Regions from separate parts of the Mus musculus genome. Here region 2 is linked to region 1. The links are chromatin contacts, called in public Hi-C maps. All regions are on one chromosome and are shown on one strand. The core of a region is the stretch at or near the end of the contact, and the rest is flanking DNA. Distances in the headings are between cores, read along the strand shown. Region 1 overlaps Gm20753 (predicted gene, 20753). Region 2 has its middle 120 kb from the start of Gm41928.

Region 1 (7,860 bases), core at 1,498-3,997:
GCTGATCTCTGGGGAAGCGCAGCCAAACGGAAGATCCCAGCCAAGCCAGGAACTTCAGCTCAAACACTCATCTCAGGCACACAATGCCGCCCCTTGTGCGGCTAAAGAACAGGGCCAGGGCTTTGTACCAGGATAGGAATGACAATATGCCCTAAGATTCACTTTCTTAATACAGGGTTTGTGTTTCTGTCCCATGAAAGACAACTGTGTGTCCACTGAAAACAGGGTCATATTCTTTGTGTGGTGTCCTGGAAAAATACACAATCATTCTAAAACTCCAAATATTTTTTTACTATAAGGCTCATTAAAGAATTTGAACTTAATTCTTATATTCTAACACCCTGGTTAGAAATGTCTGTAACGAGTATTCTAATAACCTTGATTGCAGCTTCAGTCCAATCACTGAACTACTAGCCTGGGGTTCTTGACTGCTCTTTTACTGGAGTGTCTCTCTGGACACTCCAGATGACACTTATGAAATGTTTGTTTCCAAGCCTCCTTTGGTGATTTCTCAATGCCACGTTTGCTGTAGAGCTACCAACCTTCCAGCTTTAGTAACTATAAAATCTTCACCACAAGCTACTGCGTCCTGCTTGAGCGCTGTTCCGTTCATGGAATTATCTCAATATATTGCTTCTGCCGTTCCCTCCTAAAAACTAAACAAACAAACAAACAAACAAACAACAACAAATATGGTCCTTCTGATTTTTAAAACTGTAGCTTTATAGCTGGTGACACATGCTTGTAATCCAGGTACTTAGGAGGCAGAGGCAGGGGGATTGATGCAAATTCAAGGCCAGCCTGGGTTACAGAAAGTTCCAGACCAGCCCCACTACACAGTGAGATCCTGACTGAGAAACTTTTAATTTTTCTGTAAGCGCTTCACATCTGCTTTGAACATGTCAGGTGGATGCAACCATCAGTGGACTCCTTAGACAAGGGCAGCAGTTTTCATTTCTAATAGCAGCTGTCTGTTCTCCTACATCCTCCTCCTTAATGTCTAAAGTTTTCACCCTTTTAGTTATTTGGCTGTTTCCTTCACAGCACAAGATCTCTATCCACATCGATGCTTCCTTCCCTTCACCTCTGTAGGTGCTCTCAGTCTCCCACCCAGGCCCTTAGGTGCTCTGTGACCACAGATTTTCTGAATTAGTGATGTAATACATTTGGTTACATCAATTTTCAACCAATATACCACTGGATCATATAATATATTTAGGACTAATTTTCCTTCTTGCAAAAATTTTTTTTTTGTTTTCCCTCCACTTAATAGGTGTTTCATGTTTTCATTTGGTGGTCTATTTTCCACACCATGGAGGAAGCCCCAAACCCTCCACTGGAGCGCTAGTGTTTTCAGAATTCCTGGATCCCAGGGGTTCCCCCTGGGTATCTCCTAAGATCTCACAAGAGGTCTTTGGAGTCCTCTGTCCTTCTTCCACTTGAGGATCTCTCTTCATTGTTGATTTGGGGACTTTCTTGCCCATTATTGAGCTGGGATCTGTTTCCTGCATCCCTTACCTTCTATTTCTTGGCGTATCCTTCATCTCTCTGAAAAATCTTCTCCAGCAGCACTCTAGATATACAATTCCTTACAGTAAGGCATGGGGCGTTTGTGTATTCAAAAAACTATTTCAATCTACATGAATTCCTTGTCTTAGTTAGGATTTCCATCGCTGTGGAGAGACACCATGACCAAGGCAAGACTTATAAGGACATTTAATTGTGGCTGGCTTATGGGCTTAGAGGTTTAGTCCATTATTACATTGGCTGGAAGCTTGGCAGAGTGCAGGCAGGCATGGAGCTGGAGACGGAACTGAGTATTCTACATTTTGATCCCACTGCATCCAGAAGACTGTTTTCCATGCAGGTAGGATGAGGGTCTCAATGCCCACTCTGACAGTGACACATTCCCTTCAACAAGGTCACACCTCCTAATAGTGCCACTCCCTCAGCCAAGCATATTCAAAGACATGATCTATGGGGGCCAAAGCTATTCAAACCACTACACTCCTTTGGACCTGTTTTCATTTATTCATTTCTTCCCTAATGACTGGTCAGTGTTTAGGCAAGTGTCTAATTTTCCTGCATTGACAGGCCTTTCCTTTCCTTCAGGGGTGTGAGGCATGCACTATCATCCCTTGGACTTGAAAACTCTGAAGAAATTCTGACCACAAATAGAATTAATTTTCTTCTTCATAGAAGCTTTTAAATTTTCTCCTGACCTCATTATTTCAAATTTTGTGATGGTATGCCTTGATGTACATGTTTTTTAATTTATTCTGGCTATTTGATATTTTTATTTTCCAACAACCTAGAAATGCACAACATCCTTTAATTTGTGAAAACGATCCTTCATGATTTCTGTTTCTGTTGAGACATAAACCATTTTCTAATTATTTTCTATTTTCCCTATTTTCTTACATTTCCATTTCTAAAAGTAATCTCTCTGTCTCTGTCTCTGTCTCTGTCACTTTCTTCCCCTCTGTTTCTGTCTGTTCTCTCTGTCTCTGTTGTCTGTCTCTTCTTTCTTGCTGTCTCTCTCTGATGGTCTCTATGTCTGTCTGTCTGTCTCTTCTGTCTGTCTCTGCCTGTTTCTGTTTCTGTCTCTATCTCTGTCTCTCTGTTTTAGCTTTTTCTAAGAAGGCTTTCCTGTCCTCAAATTGTTGCTCAGCTGTCTGCCCATGGTTAGTGCTGTGGTCTTTGTGGCAGAGTCATTCAGCCGAGCTGTCATAGGTTTTGTCACGTGTGTGTGTGGGGAGTGTTGTTGGAGACTTCTGATACAAGTCTTTCATGAAGATTCTGAGTTTGGTCCCAGGCAGAGAGCTGCAAGCTCTGTGGCAGCCTGCTGTGAAAACTGGGAGCAGGCTCCACCTGTGGAGGAGGTGCCCTGCAGTCGTGGAGCTGGTGACCTCCTGGTTCCTCTTGGACAAGGAAGGAAAGGTGCCTCTTCCTCTGGCCATGGCCTGTGCCAGTGCTTGGGGCCCAAAAGAGGAGCTGGATTTCAGCTTCACTTGCCCTTTAGCACCGGCTCTGTTCCAGCCCAGTGCAATGGCTGAGCAGGTGCTTTGTGTGTGGGCACAGGGAAAGACTATAGCAGAGTGTCCCCATACCATCTTAGCACAGGAATCCAGCTTGATGGCACCATCTTAGCACAGTACTCTCCCTCTGTGTGTGTACTGTGGGCCCCCACCATCTTAGCACAGTACTCCAGCCTAATGCACCTATTGTAGAACTTTCTCTCTGTGTGTACTGAAAATCAAGTAAGCTCTGCAAAGCAATCAATGTTCCACAAGGTGAGGGGGCATTTGAGACCCAGTGGTGTATGTGCTTCCGAAAGAGACTGCACATCCTCTTGCCAGCTCCCACATCCAGAAAAGCCTGGTGTTCCCAACCCTCAACCGTCAAAAATATTTTTATTATAATCTATGTATGGGTCTCTCTCTGTCTCTGTCTCTGTCTCTGTCTCTCTCTCTCTCTCTCTCTCTGTGTGTGTGTGTGTGTGTGTGTGTGTGTGTGAGCGCGCGCTCTTGTGTGTGTGTTTGTGTATATGCAGCCGTGGAGGTCACAGAACAATTTTTGGGAGGTGGCTCTCACCATCACGTGGGTCCTGGGAAATCCAACTTGGGTTGTCAGGCTTGGTGGCAAGCTAAGCCATCTTGCAAGGCCTAGCCCCATAGCTTTCAGGAGGCTGTGCACTGCACGCAGGTTGCTTCAACTTCCTCTGTAGTTGGCTGAGAACTTTGTTGTCTGATCTAGTAACTTGGCTTCCACTCCTCTTTCAGATTATTAATAGTCCCTCTACAACTCTACATCTGTCATTTATATTCCTACCAATCGTTCACGTTTCTTCTATCAGTTATTAACCTATCTCTGTTTATTTTATCATTTGGAGACCGCTCTACTGAGATATGATTTGTGATAGTTTGAATGAGTAAGACCCCCACAGGCTCATATATATGAATGTTTGGTCCAGAGTTAGGGGAACTACTTGTTGGAAGAGGTTTAACATTACGGATGAGCTTTGAGGTTTCAAAAGCCCACACCAGGCCCAGTTTCTCTCTCTATGCCTTCTGCTTCTGGGCTAGATGTAAGCAAGCTCTCAGCTACTGCTCTAGCACCATGCCTGTCTACCACCACACTCCCTGCTATGATGATCATGGACTTAACCATGAAACTGTAAGCAAACCTCCAATTAAATGCTTTCTGGTGTAAGTTGCCTTGGTCATGGAGCCTCCTCAGATCAATAGGACAGTGATTAGGTGAGACTTACTGAGCTATCCATATTTAATGTATACAGCATGGTATGGTTAGAAATGAGTATATAATTGTGAAAATATCAACCCGGAAAGGTTACATGTACATCACTCCCCAGAGTTTCCCCTACCCTAGTTATCTATGCATATGCGTGTTTAATTTTTGTGATAAACGTACTAAGCATTAGAGCTATCATCTTGTGCTGGAGAGTCACGATAGTGTACTGCTCATGCAGAAGACCTGAGTTCAGTTCCCAGTACCCACTTTGGTGACTCATAGCTGCCTGTAACTCTGTCTCCAGAGAATCTGACACCTCAGGGCTCCAAAGGCATAATACACAGAGACTTACGAAAGTAAAACAAAAAACAAAAAACCAAAAAACTACCATCTTAGAAAGTGTCTAGTGTACAATACAGTGTTGTTGACCCATTAGTGTTGTGTAACTGAACAGTGTGCCCCCTGACCATTGATTCCCCCACCCTGTGCCCCACTCCCACCCCAGCCATGGGAATGCCTACTGTGTCCTCTGTTTCACTATCCTCTGTGTTTGGCTATTTTAGATTACATAGGTGTCTGTTTGGCTTCTTTCATTTTATAACTTGTCCTCTAGGTCTATCTGTGTTCTAGTAAATGGCAAAATTTCCTTCTGTTTTTTCCCCTGTTTTCTCATTTATATGTGTGTAGTATGCATATGTGTGGATACATGTGTGTATATAGTGAACATGAACATATATGTACTTGTGGTAGCCGAACTTTGACAGTGGGTGTTTCCCATGATTCACTGGGGCAGGGTTTCTCCACTGAACGTTGTCAAAGCAGGGACTGAGCTCTGCTGAAGGAAGAAGAAGAAGGACTGTCATGAAGAAGCAGAAAAATTCCAGGAATGTCAGGCCGTCTGTGCTGACCTACTTTGTCCAAGAGCAAAATGAGTTCTTCACATCTTTAAGATGGGAGTATAGCACTTGGAGGCAAAGGCAGGTGGATATCTGAGTTCAAGGCCAGCCTGGTCTAGAGAGTGAGTTCCAGGACAGCCAGAGCTGCACAGAGAAACCCAAAATAAACCCAGTCTCAAAAAACAAAACAAGACAAAACAAAAGATGGGAGAAAATTTGAACTCAGAATGGAACAGCCACTGAAGTTATATTCCTGTGCTCCTGTGGAACTGGGGTTTGGGGGTGCTATCTTCTTCTTTGATCACATTTCAAAGATGTAGTTCCTAGGCCGGGTCATAAAGCTGGCCAAAACCGTAAAAAAATTGTATGTATGCCCCAGAGAGGAGGATGGCAGATTTAAAAGGACATGTTTTCCTGAAGTAAGTGTTCCAAGAAAGGATGAGGCAAGGGGCTGCCAGCAGGAGGAAGACTCAGACCTTCAGTCACGCTAAGGGGAGTGGCAGCCATCTTGGTTTCCCTCTGTTCTGAGAGGAAATGGAGATAACGTCATCAGTAACTCATATCTTAGTCACTAACCCCCAGGCCAGTGCAGGGATCTGGTCCTGTGAGGACAGGAAGCAGCAAGGTGGAAGGATCAATGAGGGGAGCAGAGGAGCCAGTTCTGCTGGCTCGGGGACCTGGGGCTGGCTGGGCTCCTGCCTGCTCAAGCTAGGGGAGGATGTTCTAAGCTTGGGTCAGGTGTCCTCCCTTGCTTCAGAGGAACACTTTCTGGGAGGGTCAGTGCTTATGGCATTTATTTATTTAAAATAAAAATGAGAAATCCTAAACCATACGTTTCACTGGAGAATTTTATGAAGTCTTTAGGTACAACTATCTCATCAGAAAGAATAGTGGGTCTCTTGCCATCCGCAACACCTACTCTCTCTGTCTCTGTCTCTCTCTCTCTCTCATGCGCTCTCTGTGTCTTGTCTGTCTGTCTGTCTGTCTGTCTGTCTGTCTGTCTAGGGGTCTGCATTGTGTGTCGGGGATATGCATGTGTGCAGATGCCAGAGGACAGCCTTTGATGATTGATGTTCCTCAGGAATTAGCCACCTAGTTTTTGAGACAGAGTCTTTCAGTGGGACCTGTGGCTTACTGATTTAGCCAGCTGGTTGGCCAGTGAACCCCAGGGTTCTGTTTGTACAGGCCTGTCTAGTGCTGGGATAGCAACTGCATCCCTTCACAGCCAGCTTTACCAACTGAGCCATCTCTCCAGTGCTCTGGGCCTCAGTTTTGAAGTTAGCTCAGTGGCTCGGCTCTGTCACCTGGGTCGAGGACTCTTCCTCCATCCCCAGGACTTATTTTTCACATAGCAGTTCAAGTGAGTGCTAGACAGTTATTTTATTATTATTTTTTTTAAGAAACAATAACCACAAATGAAAACCCTAAATGTGCAATGTCCCAGACAGATGGGTCCATGCTGCCCAAGCACAATGGGGCCATGTCAAATACAAAATTTGGAGCTCACTGGCCAGGTAGCCTAGCCTAAAGGGCGACACACTGTCTTGAGACTATAAGGCAGAGAATGGTGGAGGAGGACGTCTGACATCCTGCTCTGGTCCTCTACATGGCTGTGGCTAGGCATCCATTCCTGTATATTCCCATGCATGTAGCACACACACACACACACACACACACAGAGTCACAGGCACACACACATATGGATAAATACACACTCTCACACACACAAAGCTTGTGTTTCTACCTTGGCTTTGTTCCTTTACAGTGATGTGACCTTAAAAAAAAGACTGAACCTTTCTGAGCTCTCTTCCCAATGGGATCACATTGCCATTCAGAGGGGTCAAGGAGATTAAATAAGAAAATAGCCTGATCGTCCTGGCAGGGCTCTGCCATGAGGTTGCCAGAGAAAGCACAGGATGCCCAATGGAATTTAAATTTCAGACTAGTAATAAATACTTATTGCAAAACTAAGTGGCCTCCATTTTAGAGATTCACTTTTCTTTTTTAATTACATGTGTGTCTGGTGTCTGTGTGTGGTTTGCCCGTGAGCATGCTGTTGCTCACAGAGAGCAAAGGCATTAGATCCCACTGGAGCTGGAAACTAGGCGGTTGTGAGCCTCTCCTTGTGGTACTTAAAACGGAACTCAGGTCCTTGGTGAGAACAGAAAACACTCCTAACCACGGAGCCAGGCCCTGTGTGCTCTATTCTCTCTGCTAGGGCGGTTCACCTGACCCTGGCATGCTATAGCTATGACGTGGTTCCTCATTTTCACTTCCTCTTGGTCTCATCTAAATATTATCTAAATGTCATTTGAATGATGGGGAGATACAGAGATGGCAAAATATTCCCTAATTCTTATTTCTACAAGTGAAAAAGCCGGGCAGTGTTGGAACATGCCTTTAATCCCAGCACTCAAGGAGGCTGAGTTGGAGGCACAGCTTAGCCTATAGAGATAGTTCCAGGACAGCCAGGGTTACACAGAGAAACCCTGTCTTGGGGCATGCATGCTTGGGAGGGAGCAGATGCAACACAAAAACAAAAACAAAAACAAAATAAAATAACAATAACAAAACCACAAAAACAAAAAGCATTCCTATCTAGACAATTAGAGTTGAGAGTTTGGCGTGTAGCTCAGAGATAGAATGCTACCTTGATGGGCCATTGATGAGTAAGTCACTGTGAGCCCCACTACCCAGCCAAAATACAAAAGGC
Region 2 (7,860 bases), core at 2,879-5,378, 240 kb after region 1:
ACACATCAGGAAGAAATGGGCAAATGGCCCTTAAGCCCTGTTTTTTACTGTTCTGTTTCCTGGCCTCAATGTACATATAAATAATATGTATTGCATTTGTTGGCCTTTGGTTCATTTTGCTCAAAGAACACAAACAGAATGCTTCAAGAAAGGTCTCCCTCCTGCTTAAGCTGGAGCCTCACTTATTCTGATTCTCTAAGGACAGAAAGATCTTCTATCATCATGCTGAAATCTTTCACTTTCTGCTCTTCTGCCTTGTTCCAGTGAACTTGGACTTTCCTCTAACGAGTAGTCCTGTCTGTTTAAAGGGCATCAAAATGGCAATTGGGACTTTTTTCAGTGTTCCATGTCCAGTTCTTGAATGCACCAATACTTACTTCCAAGTCTTCTTAAGACTGCCTCCCAAATAATGCCTGGGTATGCTGGAACCAGCTCGGGATTAAGAGTTGTATTTAAGCTAGGACTAAGCCAAGCAATATTTTTATTTGGCTCCTGATCTACCATACTTTCGATGACTACCTATAGAATGCCTCAGCAGGCTATAAGTATCTCATTGTAAGATGATCCATAACTCCCAGGAGCCGCATCGTGTACTGGACCTGCCACCTATCACAGGTAAATACATACATTCCTTTTCTATGATAATGTCACCTGCATGTCATTCTCACCTTTGAGCCCTCCAGTTATCAGTTGAAATTCTGTGGGAGTCTCTGTGACCACCAGGACTGGCAGAGTACCCATCTGCTAGAAGCAAGAAGGAATCCGGTTCAGTATGACTTAGATGGTGCTGGCCCCAACCTCTAGAGTGTGACCCTGAGCAGTTGATTGCCAGCATATTCAAGCACAGAATAATTTGGAAAAAAAAAAAACAATTTCTGGTGTAATACAGTCTCATGAGCACAAGGAAACTCAACTCAAATCCATGCCACATCTTCCAAGAAGATGGGTTCTAGAGATAGGCTACATGTATTATCTTAAAGGCCTAGCAAAGGATCTGATATGGTCTCAGTCGTACAGATAGTGTAGATGTCATTTCTGCTGTTAGCTACCTCTGGTCCTGGTTGTGAAAACTTAAGAGCACCCCTGGCAATACAAATAATGCAGAGGCCATTTACTACTAAGCACCTCCAGACCTGCACATGATAGATAATACAGATCACCAGGCTATTGAGCAATCAATCACCTTCATTCCCAGCCTTCTGGGTAGAAAACAGGTTATACATATTTTTTCCTTGAAAAGACAGCCCTGTGTATTTAACATTCCTGGTTTCCCTAGAGCTATTTGTACACACAGGAACCTCACAACAAAAATCCATCTTTGTATTCTTCAGATTACAATGGGCAGGGGTTCGGCATGTTCTTTCTGGCTTCCTTCCGCATAACTAGGGACAAGATGGAATGTTAGGAAAGCAAAGAAAGTGATGTAAGCGGCAAATCTGCTGATGTGGACCAGAGAGCTCTCTTCTGCCTCTCTAGTCTCAGCATCCCATGACATGACATCAAGCTCACCTGGTTCCTCTTTGCAGGCAGAATGCAAGCTGAGTATTCTGTAGGGTAGTATTGTTGTTTCATAAACACTTTCCTAATTTCTATAACCAAACCCATACAGATATTGCCCTACATATTTAATAGTGTTACCCTTACAAATGGAAAACAGTTGAGTTTGATATTTCTTGATCAATATTGCTGTTCTTTTCTGCACAGTGATAACTGAATATTTTCTGCACAGTGATAACTGAATACAGTTAACTGGGATGCTTTTTTTTTTCTAAAACAGAGTACAGCTAAAGTTTCAAAAAATTCAAAGTGTGTGTGTTTGTGCATCTGTGCTTTATGCTGCTGGTGTGTGTGTATGTGTGTGTGTATGTGTGTGTGTTTCATGCTGTGTGTGTATGTCTATGCATCTTTTTGCTTCATCTGGCTGGTGTATAGGAATGGGGTTTTAGCCTAATGGGATGGGGGGTGGTTGTTTTGTTCTTCTGAAGGTCTTAGGATCAAGGCTCCTTAGCCTTCCTCATAAGCTGAGCATCTCCCTAAGTCCACTGGGCACTCACTCTGTAGAAATGGTGGAGAGGTGGAGTGCCTGAGATGAGCCCCCAAGGGCAAACACTGGAACACATTTAATGATGATTATCTGGAGAGACATGTGTGTCCATAGGTGCATTCACACTTGGAGTGAAAACACTCGGTCAGTGAAGACCTTGGACTTGACCCAGACAGAGACTGCAAGCTGCCCAAAGCTCATCCCACAGCAGGACCACTAAAAATGCTTCTGCCTGATATCCCTGCCCTGGGGACCACACTGTGCTGTGAGGGATAAGAATGACTTCTCCCTCTGGGGAAGGAACAGATGTCATACTCTGCTGCCCAGATGACCTCCCTCCTGCATGAAGAGCCCTTAACTACACTGTGTCCACCTCCAGTTCTGCCAGCAGCACCAACCAGAAAGGACAGAAGAGCAGGCAGAACTCCTGTACTCAGAGCTCACATGGATCTGAATTCTTAGAACACAGAAGGCTGGAAGTGCCAGGCTGTTCTGCACAGCAAACACCCAGTGAGCCATTTCACAGCTGTTCCCAAATAGGTGGGTTCTGATTCTGCTTACCTTTCCGTGTCAGGCCCTTGAAGAAAGTGGATACAGCAGTTCCCACTGCTACTCTCTAGCATGCCTCGCACCCTGCCCTTCTATTTGCGTGACCTCGATACTCTCCATTTACCCCAAAATGTCCTCAGCCTCAATGTCCCTCAAGCTGTCCACTAAGGTAGGCCATGTTCTTCCTTGGCCAGAGTGAAAGTTTGTGTTACTGGGGAAATCCCTACGGTGACAGTAACACTGCACCCCTGCAACCTCCTTGGCCCCACTGACAGGGGCTCCTTGTTGCTTTACCCATGGTCCTATGCACCCCAAGGGCTCCAGAGGCTCATCCTGCAGATATGTGTGTTCCCCAGCATCTGTACCTCCACTTGAGGTGCTTGGAGCAGGTCCTCGGTGTGTCTGAGGGCTGCTTGGCCACTTTTAAACCTGACCTAGATGTCTTTTCCCATTCTGCACAAGTTCTAAACCTCTCTGGGCCTCCAGCCCTTGCTCAGACATGGTCTGGGCTTCTCTAAGGAAGCTGAAAGGAGACACCTAAGTTGACTTCCCTCCTTTCTCTTTTTTCCTGGACCTACCTTGCGCCCCCCACCCCCTGCCTCAGCTGTGTGAATTCTTGCTCAATGGAGACATAACGAACATCTACATCCCCATAAAGTTCTAATGACAAAGATATATGTAATTCTACCAAAGTTCAACTAGGGAGTTTATTGGCCTTACCTACAGAACATGGGTGAGGGATTGTATATAGGAGCTTGGGTGACCCAAAACAGCTACACTGCAGTCTTCACCCAGCATGGATGGTGGTGTCCCCAATAGTCACACAGATACAGCTTCCTTTAGTCAACTGTCCCCAGTCTATGTACTCCAAGCCACATAAAATTAGGGAAGAATTGCAAACAAATGGCTAGGACAGATGGCTGGAATCCCAGGTAAGGGTTCAATGACTCTCCCTATTCTGTACTCTTAGGGAATGTGCTCAGTCCACAGACCGGCTGGTGGGCACAGGATGGCTGAGCTGCTGTTTGCTTGGAGAACCAAGTTCTTCAGCATCCCTGCAGCTCCTCAGCATCTTGGGGCCTTGTGCTCTGTTCTGCTCCATTTGAGCTGGGCTTGCTGTAGTCCATCCACCTCCTGCTCCTCCAGGCAGGCTCCATCCTACAGTCCCCAGTACCCTCAGAAGGTGAGTGACCACACAGGCCTGGTTGAGAAGATCCCACAGGCTCGGCAGAGGGGTCATTTCTAAGACAGCCCACCAGAATTCAGTGAACCAAGAGTAAGCAATCCAGTCTTGCAGAGTTGATTGACTTAAGAGAGGAGAATGTTCCACGGGGCCGGAAGCTAATCCAGAAAAGGGAAGGTGCCCTGACCCAGTGTGTGGAGGTTGGGAATCCTCCCTTCCAGACATAGCTTTGCTCTGTCTGCTCGATGGAGTGTTCTTCCACCTCCAAGGCAAGCCCTTGACTATTCTCCTTGTCTGCTCCTCTGACCTCCCGAGGCTGCAGATGCCATGAGTCATTTCAATACCGACTCTTCCACACTTGCTCTTGGCAGCCTCCCCGGAAATAAAATGCTTTGCAAGATTAGTATTCACCACAAAGAATGTGTTTCTCCATTTTTTTTTTACAACTCATTTTTTAATCTCAATGGTTTCAGCTTGTTGCAACCACAATGTGTTACAATTAAATATTAGAAGCGGAAGCAGAGGGGGAAAGGTTGCCTTGACAAAATTTATGTCAAATATTGAAGCTTACAGCAGAACAATGAATCACCGTATTAGTTTCTATAGACATGCAGCTGCTCACACAATAGGCTTGCAAAAGTACCTGTCCTTTCACAGAGCAGCATGTCTGCGGACTTGAGCTAAGCTTCCAGGATACTCATGGCTTTTATCCCCAGGGGTTTGGAGGGGAGTCAGGCAGGAGGCTATGGTCCTCATCGCAACATCTTCTGTGCACGGATAGGAGGGCTATCCAGTGTCTGTGCTCATGAGAATCAGTCATTTTTATGACTGTGGTGAGCTAACGTTGAGTCACCAACTCTTCTGCCTGGATACATCTTCAAGGCAGTGCTGAGGAAATAAATTGGGAAAGTCATTGGAAAATTATTACCTGAAGTCAAGATTCCAGATATTTTACCACGGGCTTAGAAAATTAATTTTCTTCTTCCTCCCTCCCCCTCCCTCCCTCTGCCATCTCTCCCTCCCTCCCTCCCTCCTTCTCTCCCTCCTTCTGTCCTGCCTTAAAGCTCAGTGACAGACACAAGATCCTAAACTCTGATGGAACAGCAATGACTCCGCCAGCCTCTCCTTGCCTTCCACACACAAGAAGCTGACGGTGATCACCAGAACCTCGGTAAAAAGGCCAAGCACACAGCTTCTGGGAAGCCATTGGTTCTAAAAGGTGAAACCTTACCTGTCCTTTTAACAATTGATTCCAGCACAAAATCCACTTCCAACATGAGAACAGAGTTAAGCTGCTAAAGGAAACCCTATCTTAAGCTGGATGCATACACGTAGGTGGAAGACAGTGGCTTCTGTCTGGTCATACGATGATCCCCCTTCCTGAAAATGCTGAGAGCAAACTCACATGTATACTGATGCTCATGAACCTATCCAGCATTATTATATGCAAGCATGTATCTATTTTTATCAAGCAACCTGAAGTATATGATGCATTCCATTTTGAGACAGCCCATCAACAGGTTTGGCAGTATGTGGGGCTTATTTCCAGCAGACTCTCTGAGGTAAGAGCTATAGAAGGACTGTGGGCAGATCTCTTCTTGGTCTCCAAGAGGTACTGAAACAAAGAAATACAAGTGTGTGGTTTCTGACACAGTCCTGGAGTCTAGAAGCCCAAAGCAATGTCAGCATCCCCACTCCTCTGAGGCTCTGGCATAACTTACTTGCCTATCTCAGCTTCTATGGGTCGGGCCATCTTCTGGGTTCACTCATCAGTTGCTTTTCCTGTTCCTGGGACAAAATATTTGGCAGAAGCAGTTAAGAGAGAGGTTTATTCAGCTTATGATTACAGAGAGTCTGGGCCGTCATAGCAGCAAAGTCATGGCAGCTGGTCAGAACTAACTGTTGCAACAGGTGTTAAGTGACAGCTTCCCATGTCCTGGTGACCTGAAAATCAAACAGCTCTAACTCTCAAAGGCTTAGCACTCACAAATAGGCAGGTTCTAGAACCTTCTGAAACAGGGCAACCAGCTGGGTACTGCAGGAGCCTGTAGGGGGCATTTGAGATGCAAGCCATATTAAACAGTGTGTACTGTGGGAATAGCGTCCCAGTGCAGGGGATGATGGGTGGTGCCGGGCATGTCTGCAACCATGGCTTCGGGAGAACTGCTCTCAAGGTCGTACCTCTGGCACTGCTGATCAACTGTTTTCTCAACCAGCTCAATTCTCCAGGGGATGTTAGAGGGAAGGGGGACAGGCTGGCACCAGCAGAGAAAAACTATGTACCCAAGCAACTAAGAGACTTGAGAAGGATGGAAGGGTAGGAGGGCAAAGTGCCTGGGAATGGACAGCACTAGAACTTCATTGGTTCACTAGGGCAGTTGTAACAGAGAACCAGTGACTGGCTTGAAAACAGTGCCTCTCCACCCTGGAGGTGAATCCATGGTCAGGGTGTCAATAGGACCAGTGTCCGAGGGCTGCAAGGAGACCTCTGTGCCAAGGCTTTTCCCTGGCTTCTGGAGGCTGCCGGCGGTCTTTTGTGTTCGTTGGCCTGAATGAACATTGTTCCGAGCTCTGCTTTAATTCATCATCATGCATGACCTCCTCCCTGCATGCTTCTGTGTATGAATGTCCCTTTGCAAGAAGAGTGGTCATATGGAAATAGGGCCCAGCCCTAGCTTAATGTGACCTCATCTGTTTAATTCATTGGTGCCAACCCTCTTTCAAAGAAAGTGATGTCAACTTGGATGGAAGATACAATGTGGCCCATAACAAGGCCTTCTCAGGGAGCAACTATGACCATACCTCAGCAACGACCTCAGGGAACTCTGGGAACTGGGAGGTCCAGGAATTCTACTCACGTTATTGAAGGCCTGGCTTGGAATTCTGACACTGAACAGTCTCGTCATAGGGGCTTGTTAGCTTAGCCTGCATTTTGAACTAACCATGGCCTCTAGGACCTGTTCCGTTGGTGTGTATATCAACAACAATGACTCATGGAAGCTGTGAGCCTGAGATGAGTGTGCATGGGCAGGTAGGTTTGTTGCTCCTCTAGGGAACTGGATTAGGCACATCTTCTTCTACTGAGGCCAAATTAAGCAGTCCTCTACTACATATGTGCCAGGGGCCTCAGACCAGCCCATGTATGCTCTTTGGTTGGTGGCTCAGTCTCTGGGAGCTCCCCGGGGTCCAGGTTAGTTGAGACTGCTGGTCTTCCTATGGGGTCGTCCTTCCCTTCAGCTTCTTCAATTCTTCCCCTAATTCCTCCTTAGGAGTTCCCAACCTCAGTCCAATAGTTGGCTGTGAGCATCTGTGTCTGTCTCAGTCAGCTGCTGGTAGGGCTTTTAGAGGACAGTCATGCTAGGCTTCATCTGTAAATACATCATAGCAGAGATAACCCCAGCCAGGTCTTGAAGGCTATGGCTGATGCTTTTTGCTGACACCACCTCTGACCATTCCCTTGGGTGAGGCTTCAGGATTTTTGCCTCAGGTTCCACCCTTTGGGTTCATTAAAAAGTCCTGGTACCAGGTGCTGAGTCTCCTAGGGTAGTTTAGCTCTGGCCTTGGTCCAGTGAGGTGACCGCCCACTTGTGGCTTGTAACTTCCTCAATTGATCATCTTGAGTCCCAGAATACCTTAGATTTCAGGCCATGGACTACCTTCTTCCCTTCCTCTGTGTCCTCCATATTTCTTGGCTCCCCTTTGGGTAGCCCTTGAAGAACTACTGACCCCTCTGCCTAGCGCCCTACTTAAGGGCCTCTTAACATACCTGCCTTTGCTGTCAAATTTGTCATAACCTTTAATCAATCAAAATGGCCACCCAGTGGCACCCTAGAGCCCAACATTATCGGGGACCTCTGAAACTACTGCCACTAATTGGGGAAACAGAAAAATTTCCCGTTCCCTGTTTTTTTTTTCTGCTCCAAATTCAGTTTGTTTTTGTCTCATTTCCCAACACTGTGTAATCATCCTGTCTTTAATTTACAGTTAATGTAAATGTAAATTTGTTGCAAAGTGGGGGCCTAAGCTGGTCCTGGATAGAAGGGAGTTGAGCAAAAGAGCAGCCCCACTGCAGCAGTACACACCC

The links. Hi-C and Micro-C count contacts between places; a contact is called where the count stands out from the background.
Region 2: a contact with region 1 is called in a Hi-C map of pre-pro-B cells, with 3 times the contacts expected there. The contact joins two enhancer-like sites. A contact is called at or near these places in 1 of 39 promoter capture datasets (neural stem cells), 7 of 15 datasets of contacts at CTCF or cohesin (CD8 T cells, the NIH/3T3 cell line, embryonic stem cells and 3 more), 145 of 484 Hi-C or Micro-C datasets (the AML12 cell line, B cells, the BV-2 cell line and 72 more) and 18 of 115 datasets of contacts at active chromatin or transcription factors (the HPC-7 cell line, Th17 cells, acute myeloid leukemia and 10 more).

Annotation. Positions count from the first base shown.
Region 1 is chr1:106,155,429-106,163,288 of GRCm38.p6, forward strand. The region is part of intron 2 of Gm20753 (predicted gene, 20753); the gene reads right to left. Among named protein-coding and RNA genes, the nearest start is that of Gm20753, 12 kb to the right of the region's middle. Within about 2 kb of position 2,748, at least 26 of the 459 cell types and tissues checked have an H3K27ac peak or open chromatin away from gene starts, as enhancers often do. A contact at or near this core is called in DN2 thymocytes and pre-pro-B cells, where this site is marked.
Region 2 is chr1:106,396,898-106,404,757 of GRCm38.p6, forward strand. No RefSeq gene overlaps it. Among named protein-coding and RNA genes, the nearest start is that of Gm41928, 120 kb to the right of the region's middle. Within about 2 kb of position 4,129, at least 106 of the 459 cell types and tissues checked have an H3K27ac peak or open chromatin away from gene starts, as enhancers often do. A contact at or near this core is called in DN2 thymocytes and pre-pro-B cells, where this site is marked.